Regions from separate parts of the Pan troglodytes genome. Here region 1 is linked to region 2. A link is a contact called in public Hi-C data. All regions are on one chromosome and are shown on one strand. The core of a region is the stretch at or near the end of the contact, and the rest is flanking DNA. Distances in the headings are between cores, read along the strand shown. Region 1 has its middle 170 kb from the start of SP4. Region 2 overlaps SP8 (Sp8 transcription factor).

Evidence for each region. Hi-C and Micro-C count contacts between places; a contact is called where the count stands out from the background.
Region 1: a Hi-C map of induced pluripotent stem cells shows a contact between it and region 2, with 6 times the contacts expected there. The contact joins two enhancer-like sites. A contact is called at or near these places in 3 of 7 Hi-C or Micro-C datasets (induced pluripotent stem cells and stem cell-derived neural progenitor cells), 1 of 1 datasets of contacts at active chromatin or transcription factors (stem cell-derived excitatory neurons) and 1 of 1 other capture datasets (stem cell-derived neural stem cells).

Annotation. Positions count from the first base shown.
Region 1 is chr6:27,081,712-27,088,689 of NHGRI_mPanTro3-v2.0_pri, forward strand. No RefSeq gene overlaps it. Among named protein-coding and RNA genes, the nearest start is that of SP4, 170 kb to the right of the region's middle. Within about 2 kb of position 4,725, at least 3 of the 24 cell types and tissues checked have an H3K27ac peak or open chromatin away from gene starts, as enhancers often do. A contact at or near this core is called in induced pluripotent stem cells, where this site is marked.
Region 2 is chr6:26,588,944-26,596,860 of NHGRI_mPanTro3-v2.0_pri, forward strand. SP8 (Sp8 transcription factor) reads right to left here. Exons shown (of 3, transcript XM_024357761.3): 3 at 7,223-7,917. Among named protein-coding and RNA genes, the nearest start is that of SP8, 8.8 kb to the right of the region's middle. Within about 2 kb of position 3,633, at least 3 of the 24 cell types and tissues checked have an H3K27ac peak or open chromatin away from gene starts, as enhancers often do. A contact at or near this core is called in induced pluripotent stem cells, where this site is marked.

The sequences.
Region 1 (6,978 bases), core at 3,475-5,974, 490 kb after region 2:
TCAGAGATAATAACATCCACTTAGAAGAGGATTAAAAGAACACTGAAATCCTTGAATGTATTATTTTATTTAAAATAAAGAAGAGTCCATCTCTACTAAAGATACAAAAAAAAAAAAAAAAAAAAATAGCCGGGCGTGGTGGCGGGCACCTGTAGTCCCAGCTACTCGGGAAGCTGAGGGAGGAAAATGGCATGAATCCGGGAAGTGGAGCTTGCAGTGAGCCAAGATCATGCCACTGCACTCCTGCCTGGGTGACAGAGCAAGACTCCATCTAAAAAATAAATAAATAAGAGTCATTGAGGTTTGGACAATGTTTTGTCATTGTTGTTATTACTATTATTATTGGCAAAATTCTGGTTGTCAAATTTCTGAGCCCTGAAAACAAAATCCTTCTCCTAAAGTCTTTAAAAGAGGCCATGAGTGAACAGAAATATTTATGAGAGCTGAGGTGCTTTCAGATACTCACTTGGTAGATTTCTTAAAATAATCTTGTGAGGTATAAGACCCATGTTAAATAACTTGGTCAAGGTAACAGAAATGAGACTTATACCTTGTCATTTTCCTCTTCTCTCACTTGCCTTGGAATTAAGAAACCAAGAAAGAAGCTAAAGATTTTTTTTCCTTGTGTTGTTTATTTATTTTTGTTTTATTGGTTTTGGAACCCAAGTTTCCCTAATTATAAAAATTATTCACACTTATAAGAAAATAATGATCTTAGCAAAGACATAGAATAAATCTAGATGCCCACCAAGGACAGACTGGATAAAGAAAGTGTGGTACATATACATCATGAAATACTATGCAGCCACAAAAAAGAACAAGATCGTGTCTTTTGTGGGAACATGGATGGAGCTGGAGGCTATTATCCTTGGCAAACTAGTGCAGGAACAGAAAATCAAATACCAGATATTCTCACATATAAGTGGGAGTTAAATGATGAGAACTCATGAACACAAAGAAGGAAACAACAGACACTATTGTTGAGTCTACTCAAGACTCTGTTGTTGGGTCTACTTGAGAATGGAAAGGGGGAGGAAGGAGAGGAGCAGAAAAGATAACTATTGGGTACTGCACTTAATACCTGAGTGACGAAATAACCTGTATAGCAAACCCCCATGACACGAGTTTACCTATGTAAAAAACCTTCACATGTACCCCCAAACCTAAAATAAAAGTTAAAAAAGAAAAGAATGATCTTATAAACACAGAGATTAACACTGCTAACATTAAGATATGTATGCTTCCAGATATTTCCTATACACATATACATACTTACAAAAGTGGAATCACACTCTTTCTGCTGTTTCACAGCCTCCTCTATTCACATGGATATAAAAGATATCATGGACATCTTTTCATGTCAGTATGTGTAGATAATAACAGCTCACATCTATTGAGTGCTTACTATGTGCTAGGCACCTTTCTATGCATTTTGCATGAGTTGTTCCATTAATTTCCACAACATCCCTATGAAGTAGGTACTATTATTTCCCCCATTTTTTTAGAAGAGAAAAGAGATTAACTAGTGGCCAACACACAGACCCCACATGTTAACCTCTTGGCTTTTTAAGGGCTATGTTAGATTCTGCTGTATGGACTTACCATCCTTCTTCATTGGTGGGTAGTTCCATGTTTCTGGAAAGAGCAATTTCCAGAAAGAACAACTCCGGTATCCAAACTAGTTGCTTGTGTCCTCTCATATGTAAATATACCTCAAACTATTTTCAACTTTTCTGATCCCATTATCTTTTTAGAACTCCCTTCTCCCTCTCCATGCTTTCCTAAAATTTACCCAGATCCACTTTTCAGGACTCCTAAACCTATCTTATCACTGCCACTGAGACATAGCAATTAACTCAGGAGTGACATGCCCAGAATCCAAACCTAAACTGTGCTATGTATCAACCAAGTGACCTTAGGCATTACTTAGTCCACCCAAGCCACATTTTTCTTATCAGTAAAATGAGGATAAAATATCTACCTCACAGAGCTATTTGGTAGTCTCAAATAGCATAGATACGCATGTACCTGGCAAATAGTAAATTCTTAATAAATGTCAGAGAGAAATGCCCCCTTGCTTGAATGAGGACCTCAAGGTCAAAGGGAGAGAAAATAGCAGATCCTACATTGCTATAAAAGACAAACTCCTTTGGGAGGCCAAGGTGGGTGGATCACTTGAGGTCAGGAGTTTAAGACCAGCCTAGCCAACATGGTGAAACCCTGTCTCTACCAAAAATACAACAATTAGCTGGGTGTGGTGGTGGGGGCCTATAATCCTAGCTACTTGGGAGGCTGAGGCAGAAGAATCGCTTGAACCAGGGAAGCAGAGGCTGCAGTGAGCTGAGATTGTGCCACTGCACTCCAGCCTGGGCAACAGAGCGACAATCAGTCTCAAAAAAAAAAAAAAAAAAAAAAAAAGACAAACTCAAATTTTAGTGCTAGACTTCTGTGTCTAAGAACTTTGAGGATTCCAGGTTATATTATCTTTATCTTGATACACACATATGAAGAAAACCCTAAATGAATCTTTTTCTTGGTTATATTTGAATGGAAATTTTTGGAAAGCAAATTTAAAAGATCAAACAAATATTTATTGGGACAGATTTTTTGCAACCCAATAAAATAAAGCCCTGAGAGAAGGAAGTCTAACAGAGGGCAAAGCAAACTATAACCCCTTTCTGGTCAGTCTTCTTTTTCCTACAAAATCTCTAGGAATACCTATAAATACTAAATTATGAAGATTTGAAAAACATACTCTAGACTCATGCTCCATCACTTGTGCTCAGGGACTGTTTAATTGGAGCCTGTACCAAGATGCTAATTCCAAATTTATTCCTCAAAATGATTTCTGCTTCAAATTTAAGCACCCCTCTTAGTTGGCCCAACTTAGTGAATGTCAGAATTTGAGATGAGAGCTGACTGATGAGATTCCAAGCATGGAATGGTCAGGAAGAGCCAGAGGAATTGGCTAAAACATTAGCACCATGCTTCCAGGCATTCACACTGTGCAAATGCTTCTGTGGTGGGCAGGCCTCCTTATTATCTGCAGGTTCCCAAACCAGGAAGACTGTGAGCCATTCCCCCTCAAAGACCAAAGGCATGGATGCAAATTTGCCCTTATTGCCCAGAGTGGCAGAAATCACTAGAGCACATGGGCTGAGGCATGGCCACATATACCGATGTGTAAGCCACTTATGTGATGGACAGTTTCCTTTCCTTTTATTTTATTTTATTTTGATACAAGGTCTTACTCTGTCCCCCAGGCTGGAGTGCAGTGGCAAGATCATGGCTCACTGCAGCCTCAACCTCCCTGGGCTCAGGTGATGCTCCTACCTCAGCCTCCCAGATAGCTGAGACTACAGGTGTATGCCACCACGCCTACCTAATTTTTTTTTTTTTTTTTGAAATAGAGATGAGGTTTCTCTGTGTTGCCCAAGCTGGTCTCAAACTCCTAGGCTCAAGCAATCCTCCCACCTTGGCCTCCCAAAATGCTGAGATTACAGGCGTCAGCCATTATGTCTGGCCGCCATTTATTTTTGAGAGAGATCCCTGAACCAACACCAAAAATGAAAAATGGCCCCTGTTTGATATTCACCCTTTGGGATTTTTTAGTCATGATTTAGCCAAGAGGTCTATCTGTAGCATCTACATCTGCTATCATTCCTGATCAGGTACATGATCCATGGACCCAACCTTAGGAGTGAAGTTAATTCCTTTGAGCCTAGGTAGTTCTGAGTTTTCACATCATCTCATGCACTTTTCATGAGAACGCCTTTTGCCTGCTATTTAACAGATGAGGCAGCTGAGGTGTAGGTAAAGAGATTTCCCCAAGCTCTCAAAGTTGCTCATACAGTAGCGTAACACACAGAATGAAATAGCTGATCCTCAGACCCAGATCTTCTGATTTTAAGCCCAGGATTTTTTCAGTGATCTGGGAACTGCTTTCCCCATAGATTTTCCAAGTGTTACCAATTACTGCCAGTCCTGGTAGGTCCCTGTGTAATACAAGGAACTTCCATAGTAACAGCCTGCTTGTTTCCTCCACTGGGGATGTTTGAAGCCACTAAAACACACATCAAAACTGACATTTATAACTCCTAGATTTACAGCCTGTACTTCAGAAAGTGATATGTATCAATCTAGCTACTGACATTTAGGGCTAAAAAAAAAAAACAAACCCTGAGGTAATATGATTGGCCACATTCTGTTTTTGTTTTTTGTTTTTTCCGATATTGCAACCACTGGACTTAAATAGAAAATGTTCAAAAGACCCCAAATGTCACAGTCAAGAACTGCATGTAATTACTAACCAATTAGGTAAGATCGTTGGTCTAACTGGCTCGGAGGGAAAGAAAAATGAAAGCCTCAGGACATAAGCCTACAAGGCATTCCAACTTGGTACTGGGGTTGCAAAGCAGAAGTACTTCCTTTTTTAATCTTTCAGCATTTCTATTGTATTCCATCTTTAGAGAGAGAGTTAATTTTTCTGTGCTTAGTTTACTAGTTTGTAGAACTCAGCGACTATCTCTGAATAAGGCATAAGGAAGAAAATTTGCCACACAGTACCAACTGGGAAAAGCTAACTTATCATTCAGTAACAGGCACTCCCCAGATCTCAGTGACTTTACATTACAAAGGTTAACTGCTCGCTCACAGAACACATCCATCTCCATTTGACAGGGAACTCTCATTCATGTGGTTCTCACGCTGAGACCTGGCTGACAGCAATATCTGGAATATTCTGGTCACTGTGGCTAAGGGGAAGTAAACTCTGGAGGGGCTCACACCAGCAATACTTTGACCTGGAAGTGACATGTGCTATTATTACCTCCTGCATCTCTCTTGTAAGAACAAGTAACATGGCCTTATCCTACCCCACCACAAGAGGGCCAGGCAGTGTGGTCCCACCAGAGCAGAAAGCAGGAAATACTCAATATACCACCCTCATGGCTGGTGGTACTGGGATAAAAATGGCATCTCAGAAAGAAAAAAACAAGTCTCTTTTCAACATATTCTGCTATTCTGATGCTTGCCTTTGACGTTCTCGTTCACATGAAAACCAAACATTGTAAAATGTGTATGTTAAAGGGAATTTGGAAAATAGAAACACAAATTTTGAGCTATTAATGTTTTGTGAATGTCCATAGTGTAACACCCAAACATCCACACATTCATTCATTCATGAATCTATTCCCCATGCAGATATTATCTGAGCAATAGACAGATGATGAGGACATGCACAAAGCAGTCCCTTCACTCCTAGAACTGACAGTACCTGGGGGAGATGACCTGCCATGCACCACTAGCACAGTGTGACAGAGGAAGAAGGGGCCAGAAGCACATAGGAGGGGCGCCCAATCCAGTTAGAGCGTCAACAGAGACTGCCGGGAGGATAGTACCCCTAGGCTGAGACATGAGGGAAAGGAAACACATTTTGGTACATTTCCTTTCAGTCTGTTTCCCTCTAAGCCTAGTTTGTTATTTTTACATAATTGTAAGAAAACTGTTTAGCCAAATTTGTATACTGCTGTGCAGAAAACTAGGTCTTTACAGTGTCACTTTTTAACTCAGAGAAATCCATATGACAACAATTTGTTACTTTCTATAAAACTTCAGCATATGAACAAAATTTGCAAATGTGGAATTTTATGATGCTGATACAGAAAACATATGTTAACTAAGAATGAGCTTGTATTTTTACTTCTCAGTATTTTATTGCCTTAGCCAGGCTGTCAACCAAATATATAAATTTCAAACATTAAGAGGTACAAATCAACCCACTAAAATATCTGTCAGAGCTTTCTGCATTAATCAACTGTGATGTATTGTAACATACAGGGAAAAAAATTGTGACAGAAATTGAAAACTAATCGAATAAGCATAATATTAAAAAGCATGAATTTGAGTTATTACTTAAGCTTAAATAAAAGAGTAGGAGTGAAAACTTCCTGTAGTACCTGCACATTGCAGTTTATTATAAATTTTCTACGTGTTATAGAAAATTAAACTGTGTACTACTTATAAAAGGGTTTTAATTTAATTGGACACATTCAAGTTATATTAAAATATATTTCAAACCTATTTTGGTTGCTTTAAAGAGTAGCTTAAAATTCTACACTCAATGTTGACTAATATTTTAAAATTCTTTAAAATTTTGGCCAAAAAGGACTAATTTCTTAATAAGTATATCTCTCTTTAGCCAAGAGCCAACATCATGTCTGATGGTGAAACACCAAAGGCATTTCCATTAAAATTCAAAAAGATAAAGAAAAGATTGTCCCATCATAAATATTAAATAACAGTTTTCAGAATATTCTGGCTAGTTCTCAAAATAAGATTAGAAATAAGAGGAATAAACATTGGAAGGAGGGGAATTATCATTATTTTTCATCAACAAAATTATATACTTAGAAAGCCCATAAAAATCTCTCATAATCATTACGAATTTCACTAAAAGTGATAGATGAATCTGCACAGTCAACCACTATTTTAAATAAATATAAAAATGTTAAAAATAGAAAAGCTAAGATTACTTATGCTTATAATCATAGCAATGTGTAAAAACACACCTGGAATAAATGCTAAAGAAAATGTGCATAAATCATAAGAAATAAATTACAAATATTTCTCTGAAGATTTAAAAATATTTGTCTCCATAAAAGCCCAAATAATATGAAGATAATTCATCCCAAATTGATTGATGACTAGCTGGGCATGGTGGCTCACGCCTGTAATCCCAGCACCTTGGGAGGCCGAGGCGGGTGGATCACCTGAGGTCTAGAGTTCAAGACCAGCCTGGCCAACATGGTGAAACCCCATCTCTACTAAAAATATAAAAATTAGCCGGGTGTGGTGGCACACCCCTGTAGTCCCAGCTACTCAGGAGGCTGAGGCAGGATAATTGCTTGAACCCGGGAGGCAGAGGTTGCAGTGAGAGGAGATCATGCCAATGCACTCCAGTCTGGGTGACAGAGTGAG
Region 2 (7,917 bases), core at 2,383-4,882:
TTTTGCAGCATAAAATAATAAAAGTAGTTCCAAACCCCTTCATGGACATAAATTATTAATACTATTTCTTTACAGCAGGGATCTATTATACCTGTATTGTGAAAGTAATATTTTCTCTACAAAACAACAAGCAGAACTTCAAGAATGAAAAGTTCACCAAATCTGATTTTCCTGGATATACATACTAAGACACTTAAGTGAACACATCACTAAGCAATGCATTTCAAATTTAATAATTACATATGAAATGAATTATTAATATATCATATGCTTTCTACTGAAAACTATACAGTATTTTGTAGCCAAAATATTTACAAGGTTGTTTTAATGATCTCTGTTCATTGCTATGACAACATTCAATTGTGAAACTCACTAAAATATGTCAATACTGAGGACACAGGAAGTATAATGTATATGGACCTTAAACTTAACCACTGCAGTTTTAAGTCAAATAGTTATTTACTGGAAGAAACAGCAAAAGTTACTTTGCCTCATAGTAAAAAGCCACTGAATTGTCATCTATAAAAACTTTCTTTTCTTAAAGTTTTGGGAGAAATATAATTTAATGTTATAAAAAATATTTTGCCCTAAATAAAAACTTCATTTATCTATAGAAAAAGTCTGTGTAAATTCTGTTAAAGAGGATATATAACTCAATAATATTTTTGAAGCTAAATAACGTGAATGTCTTTTAAACACATTTCCACCTGGTACTAGCTCCCCTCCCCACCTCCCTGCAATAAGGCCATTGTTTGTTAAATTGAAAGGGGAAAGAACCTGCTTAGAAAAAAAATAATAATCATAAGAGATAGGCATGTAAGAGAAAAATGAAGCATTGATCAGTGTACAAGAATGAGCACAAAACTTCCTGAAATGATGGGAAACCTGATGATAGGGTGCCTACATAATTAGGGACATTAAATTGGGTGCAAAATTGGGCAGTACAAATCCTTTATTTTCAGTTGAACTAGACAATCACTTGAACTTTAGGGGAAAAAAGAAAAAGATCTACTTTCTTTCTTCTATTTCAGCGCTTAAAATGGAGTAGCTAAAAAACTTAAAGCTGGAAGGATTGGTTCCCCCAAAGATGTAAAGATAACCCAAGATGAATGATTAAGGGTTTTTCAACATTCGCACAGATTTCAGGGTAAAATGAGCATAATGTAAATCAACTTATTGTTTGAGCCCTTTCAAATTAGTTGCCAAGAGAGGAGTGAAAACTTGATAAGCAGGCTCCAGTTTCTGTGTGTTGATTTAGAAATCTTAAAGCTTGAGGGAGCTCAATTCATTTAAAGGAAGACATGTAAAGGCACAAAAAGTAAACAGTGAAAATGCTATGCAATGAAGCACTAAAGTGAATGGGGGTATAGAGGATTTTTTTTAAAAAACAAAACAATAAAGAGTTCCATTGTGCTTTTAAATTACAATTTTAGAGAGTTCTTTAAGGGTCTGATTTTCCTTTGAGTATCAAAACGTCATGACCCATTTACAATATCCAAACTGTTGATGCTGTTTTTTTTATCTAGCTTGGAGGGAAATTAAATATAAATTGATATCTCCAAGAATTAAGTCCACATTTTCTAATAGGCAGGTGGCTATTTTGAGTGAAGCAGCCAAGGCATTTTTCCTTTTAACCTTCTTGCATGGAAAGTCAATTTCTCAACTGCAAACTAGATACCTTCAGAACACTAATGATCAAATCTTATGCCTGCAGCAACTTCGGGTCCGGACTCTCCTCAGGAATCAAACCAAAAAGCACTATTTCACTAAAATAAGTGAAGATAGTTGGCCAGACTAAATCCAGGTATTTGGACATAAATCTCAGGTGGCTCATCTGCCTTTTCCCAGGAAAATGCGTCCCCAGCTTTCATCAGTGTGTGCTTTGTCTTGATAGAAATGCATAATCATCAAAGCTAAGTATTTTTTTACCTCAAATATAAGATCCTTCAGCACTGATTTTAAAAGTATTCGTAAACCACTTATTAAACTACGAATGAAAAAATAAAGGACGACACAGATTTGTAGGGGCAAGAAAGGTGAGTAGGGAAGGACTAGATCATCTGCATCGAGATTTGAAAGACACTTGTGGCTTACTTGCAAAGCTTCATTTAGCATTGAGCGTACGAGGGAAATTCTGTTCCTGATGACAGCGCAGTGGGAATTCCCACTCCAACAACCCATGAAATGTTACTGCATAATTATTCACCTTCTGAGGCCCATTACGACTTATCAGCAGAGAAAGAAATTTAATTTAAACTCACCCCTCTGTGCTAAAGAATGACTGGGACATGAGATCAAAGCGCGAAGCTCTGTCCTCCAGTGGTTTGCAACACCTAGGCACAATAGGTTGAGAGAACGCGGCATTCCAGCGCTTCCCAGCTTTCCGGACCCCGGAGAGAGGGGGTGGGGATGTGGGCTCACATCGCCGGCTGGCTTGAGGGAGGAGAGTGGTGGCGGCTCCGGAGGTGGACGTGTCAATTATATCCTGGAGCTCCGGGAAGCCAGATTGCTTCTACCGGCGGCTGCAGGGGCTTTGCAAGCGAAGATAGGCGACCCTCCTTCCTTCCCCACTGTGGGGGATTGGGGTCAGTGGAGCCCGTGGATTTAGCCACGAGGGGACATGACTGGAGCCCTGTCACGCGCAGGTGTGCGTCTCCGAGAGCTCTTTCAATATAAGTGCGGGAGAAGATTTATGCTGCAGCCTCATCACAGGATGCCTTAAATGCATGTACATAGTGCGTATCTAACCACCCATAAAAGCCAAGTTTAATCCTTGGCATGTCTCGAGAATACAAAGTGGAACCCACAGATCCGAACCTGTGCGATGAGCTTCCAAGACCAGAAGGCCTAAGACCTAGAGGCGCCTAAAAGAGTCAGGGGGTGGGGCTGGGGAAAGGTTTACCAGGAGCCAGCTCCTTTCCTCAGGCAGCCCGGGGAGAGGCAGGTACATTCTCCAAATAAAGACCTTTAAGCGGAGCATGACGCTCTTCTCCGAAGGGTTGATCTATCTTGATCTCCTTTCAGATGTCACCAGAATAGGGACCTTCAGAATGTTGGTAGCAGTCCCCAAAGACCCAGAGGCCCAGAGTCGGGAGAGAAGAGCATTGGGAAGGAAGCCCACGAGAGGTTGTTGGGTTTTGGGTGCAATGCAGTAGAGTTCTGTTCAACAGGTTCAGTGATTCTACATCTGTGTCCATCCACCTATCTATCCATCACTTTTTCTGTTAGTCCCCAGGGTAGCTAAACTTTTTTGATATCCTGAAACTAAAAAGGGCAAAGAGTTTTCACAGCCAGTCACACTTAATTGCGCCTTCTTTATGATAACAGTGTGGGGAAAGGTAGGCAAGTTCCTTCACTCGTCGAGTCTGGCAACCCCATGATAAAATGACAAGAATAAATCTTGCCACCTATGGAGGACGCTGCACTTTGACGTCGCTGGGGAGAGGAGGCGGGTGCGAGTGAACACAAAGCAGTTTGGCCAAAAAAAGAGCACAGGAGGTGAAGAAAGGCAGGCAGTCGTGGGCCAGGACAGAGAGAAATCTGAACAAGTTCAGGAAGAAGAATCTGAGTCTGTCCACGCCGCAGCAGCCTCCGGTGGCACGGGCAGAAAGATCAAAGCGCGGCACCCCAGGACAGGATGGGACAGATTCCCCGGGCTCCGAGGCGCTAGGATGGCGCAGGGCAGCGGGCTGGTGCGGGAAAACTACAGAGCAAGCAAGGGAGGGAAGCGAAGGCAGGGGAATCCCTCACCCTGTCCGGCCCGAGTGTCTTTTGAGAGCCCACAGGCGAGAGCGGGGCGGGGGGAGGCTCCCCGCGTCGATTCCCACCGTGGGTTTGCCCAAGGTCAGAGGCCCGGGACTGGCGGGCGCGGGTCTGGCCGGCATTGCCCGCGCTGAGCGCGCTGCAGAACGGGAGCAGGGCACAGGGTGGCGCTCGCTGTCCGTGCAGCGGGCGGAGGCGGCAGCGGCGCCTTTGTGTGCGGTGGGCGCGGCGCTGGGCTGCTCCGGCCCGCAGCCCGAGGGGAGCGGCGGGCCCGGGCCGGGGCCGGGGCCAGGGCTCGCGGGGAGACCCCAGACCACCACCTCACTCTTCGCTGCTACCTGCGGGCGGACCGTGCGGATCGCCAGTTCGGAACCCTCCCCGGGAGGGCCCGGGGGTCTTTCTCAATGTACTGGGCACTTCGAGGAGCTGGGAAGAGGAAAGCGGAGGGTAGCGTTTAGAAAGGCTGGGAAATCCTCCCAGGCTCAAAACCTCTCGCAGAATTCATTCGAAAAGAGAACGAAGGGAACTTTGGGCAGGCCAGACCTCGGCTCAGCGCCCTGCGAGAGAAGCAGAGGTCGCTGCCAGCGTTTCCTCCCGCGCAACAAGAAATTGGTGCCTGAGAAGCAAAGTTGAGGAATGGGCTTTTTAAAAGCGGCAGCCCCAGGCCGGGCGCAGTGGCTCACGCCGGTAATCCCAGCACTTTAAGAGGCCGAGGCTGGCGGATCACCTGAAGTCAGGAGTTCGAGACCAGGCCAACATGGTGAAACCCGGTCTCTACTGAAAATGCACCAATTAGCCGGGCGTGGTGGCGGGCGCCTGTAATCCCAGCTACAGGGGAGGCTGAGGCAGGAGAATCGCTTGAACCCGGAAGGCGGAGGTTGCAGTGAGCCGAAATTGCGCTGTTGCACTCCAGCCTAGACGAGAGCAAAACTCCATCTCAAAAAAAAAAAAAAAAAAAAAAAAAAAAGCAACATTTCCGGTAGATGGACTTTCAAAAACGGTACTAGAATACCAGGAAAAAGCGACAGCTTGTAGCGGGCCTTTATTCCGAGTTCTAGGTCACCTCAAGCCCTCCCCGCTGTCCCTAGAGCTCTCCCACTGTTCGTCAGGAACCAAAGCAAAATGTATAAGGCTGCTTTCCTCACCGCCAAGAGACTCCGCAGAAAATTAAATTAAATTAAACATGCGCCGAGGGACTAGGGAAAAATAGATCCCCCCTCCCCGCCGCTGTAGCAAATCAACATTTCTGCTCACAGGGAGAGCAGCGAATCTAAAGACATGGCCACTGACGCGCATCCCCTTAAACCGCAGCGGCTAGGGTCCAGGATGGCAAGGAATTAGCGGCTTTCCTTTAATCCGGAAGCAGGGAATAAACAGGGAGAAAATTCTGAATCTTATTTTTAAAATAACATCAACTATTTATATTGAGCAGTCTTCAAAAGATGCCACCCAAAACCAAAGCCCTGACTTTAAAATGGGTACAGCATTACTATATTTCGATTCCTTAACACCATTTTCTTGAAATACAGGCACAGAATTGATCTTCTGCGCCATTTTTTAAAAAGGAGGGAGATTGGGAGGGAGAGAAGGAGGAAGAAAGGAAGGAAGGAAGCAACTGCAGAAACCATACTTTTAAAAAGAGAGAGAAGGATAAAGACGTTGGTAATATCTGGGTTTTTCTTAGGAGTGTAAAGAGAAATAATGCCTGTTTGGACAGAAGCAGCAAAAATCAGTAGTAAAATGAACAACCACAGTTTATTCAAAATACCTGCATCAAATCAATCCCTTTTTGAGGCTGGTTTGTACAAAACACTGAGCAAAATTCTTAAATTCTTTCATGATAATATTTATCTTTACCATCTTAGGCAAACAGATAATAATCACATGCACACTTTTTTCCTCCTTTTTCTGCCTTAATTTATCAGCCAAAAAGATCATCTGACCTTTGAGCTAATCCTCTACAATATTTATTTTTAAAAAAATTCCTCTACAAGCCTTCTGTAGCATTCCATTTAATAATCTCACCAAAAGATCCATGAAGATGAAAATGATAGCAAAATTATCGATCTGCCTACTTAGGAGTCCAGTCGCATCACCTGCTTGTCTTTAAATTTTAATTTCAGTATTCTCTAACCAAAGGAAGCCCAGTTGAGAAGTTATGCCAAGATTCCGGTAGGAGCAGGGCGGAAGGAAGGCAAACCCATTCAGGAGCTTTCTCCAGCATCAGTTGTTCTGAGAGGAAGTCATCATATTGGTTTAAATTAAGTTTCTTACATAAAATATTTCAGTTGATAATCCAGCCTCAACAAATCACAGTTACACATTTCTCAGTGAAAGAGATCATCCACAAAGAGAGAAGGTGAGGAAGGAAGGAGCCAAAAAAGGAGAAAGCAGGATAGGGAAGAAACATTCAAGTTTGTAGAAGAGATGCGGTAGGAAATGGAAATGGTTGGATTGGCAGCCCTTTCCAGACTCTGGAGGGTGGGCTGATATATGCTGGCCTGACCTCTGGGTCAACAACTAGTTTAACTCTATCTTGATCTGCCAGACTGGAAGCTTGTCCCTTGGTTCAAAGTGAGACCTGGCCTTTGACTTCACTTGAGTGAGCCTCCAGCTACTGCCAGGAAGTGCGTTATCAGGGACAAAGCAGGAACAAAAAAAAAAAAATCACAATTTGGTACCTCATCTTCTGTTTTCCCAAAAGAACCCTGCCCACCCTGCAGAAAATTAAGCTAGAAATATTGTTCCATAACCACCAAAACAAACCAAGCAAAGCTAGAAGGGTGAGGAGCCAGAAGGAAGAAAGGGAAAGTTTGCACATCTGTACAGCAGAAAAAATGTCCCCCTTCAATCACCCCAAAGAAATCTTCTTCCAGACAATATTTCTCCTTGTCATAACCCACCTCTTAAATCAATGTTGATTCTGCATGTAATGCAACTGATATTATAAATGTACCAAGCAGCTTTCCTCTTACCTGCCACTACATTTAACTCCTCAGAACCGCTCTTTCCGAATCCCTCAGCATTGCAACTTTCAATAAAAAAGAAACAACACTTAAACTGTGTTCTGCTTGTTATTCCTAGGAAGAAAGTGACAGAAAGAAACTATTTTACTTTTAAAATCCATTATTTAGAACTATAGTATACCAAAGAATCAGAGTTAACTTGTTTGTCTAAAACCATAGAGACTGGAGGCCTCAAATACCTGCATAGACAGCAGGATTAAAGGTGTCACCTACTTGGACACGAGCTATATTATTCTAAAACATCTTTTATCCCTAATTGCTTTTTCCTCTCAATTTACAGTGCTCATAGCATTTTGTATTTTCACTTGCTTCTATGCATTATAATTACCATATATAGATTTCAATGGAAAATTTTTCAGTTCAAGATGTATACCAAGACTATACTTAGGGTGGGGAGATTGCAAACAGAAATAAAGAAGCTAAACTTGTAAGAATCCAAACACACTAACTTTTTATTCAATTTGATTCAAAATAATAATATTAATCTAATAGTGAAATAGTGATATAACATCAATCAACACTTAGAGTATTTTATGTTTCAAAGTATGGCTCAAGGAACACCCATTGCTTAAATGCACTTAGACATAACAAGACAGTATTTTTTATTGGCATCATTGACACCTATGAACAATAGCCTAGTAAATAGATTAAGGTTTAACCTTCCTTTTCTTTGGTGGCTGTTTAGAGACTTTAAAAGAACAGATAACTCATTTCAACAGGAATCTACTACTGATATTTACCTCTACGTAATCTTTAGCTAAGACTTGGAATGCCAAAAACAAGCTTTTGTTAGCTTGACCTCCTCCACCTCCTAACAACAAAAGTTATCCCCAAACCCATGTTTTTATTTTAGATGTATTGATCTTCCAATGTAAGGCTTGGCCTTTTAAATACTAAATGCAATCAATGGCCAACAACCTGACTCCTGGAGACTGAGAAGGAAAGAGAATGGTGAAATTTCTTTGAATTGTGACTTAGTACAAATTTTAAGAGGTCAGTAAATCCTGATGCTATGAGCTAAATCTACTGGTAAATAATCAATTACATTCCTTAGACACTATAATCTTTATCTTGGTAAACAGAGAAAACACAGCTTTGCCAAATAGATCTTTCCATCTAACATCTTAAA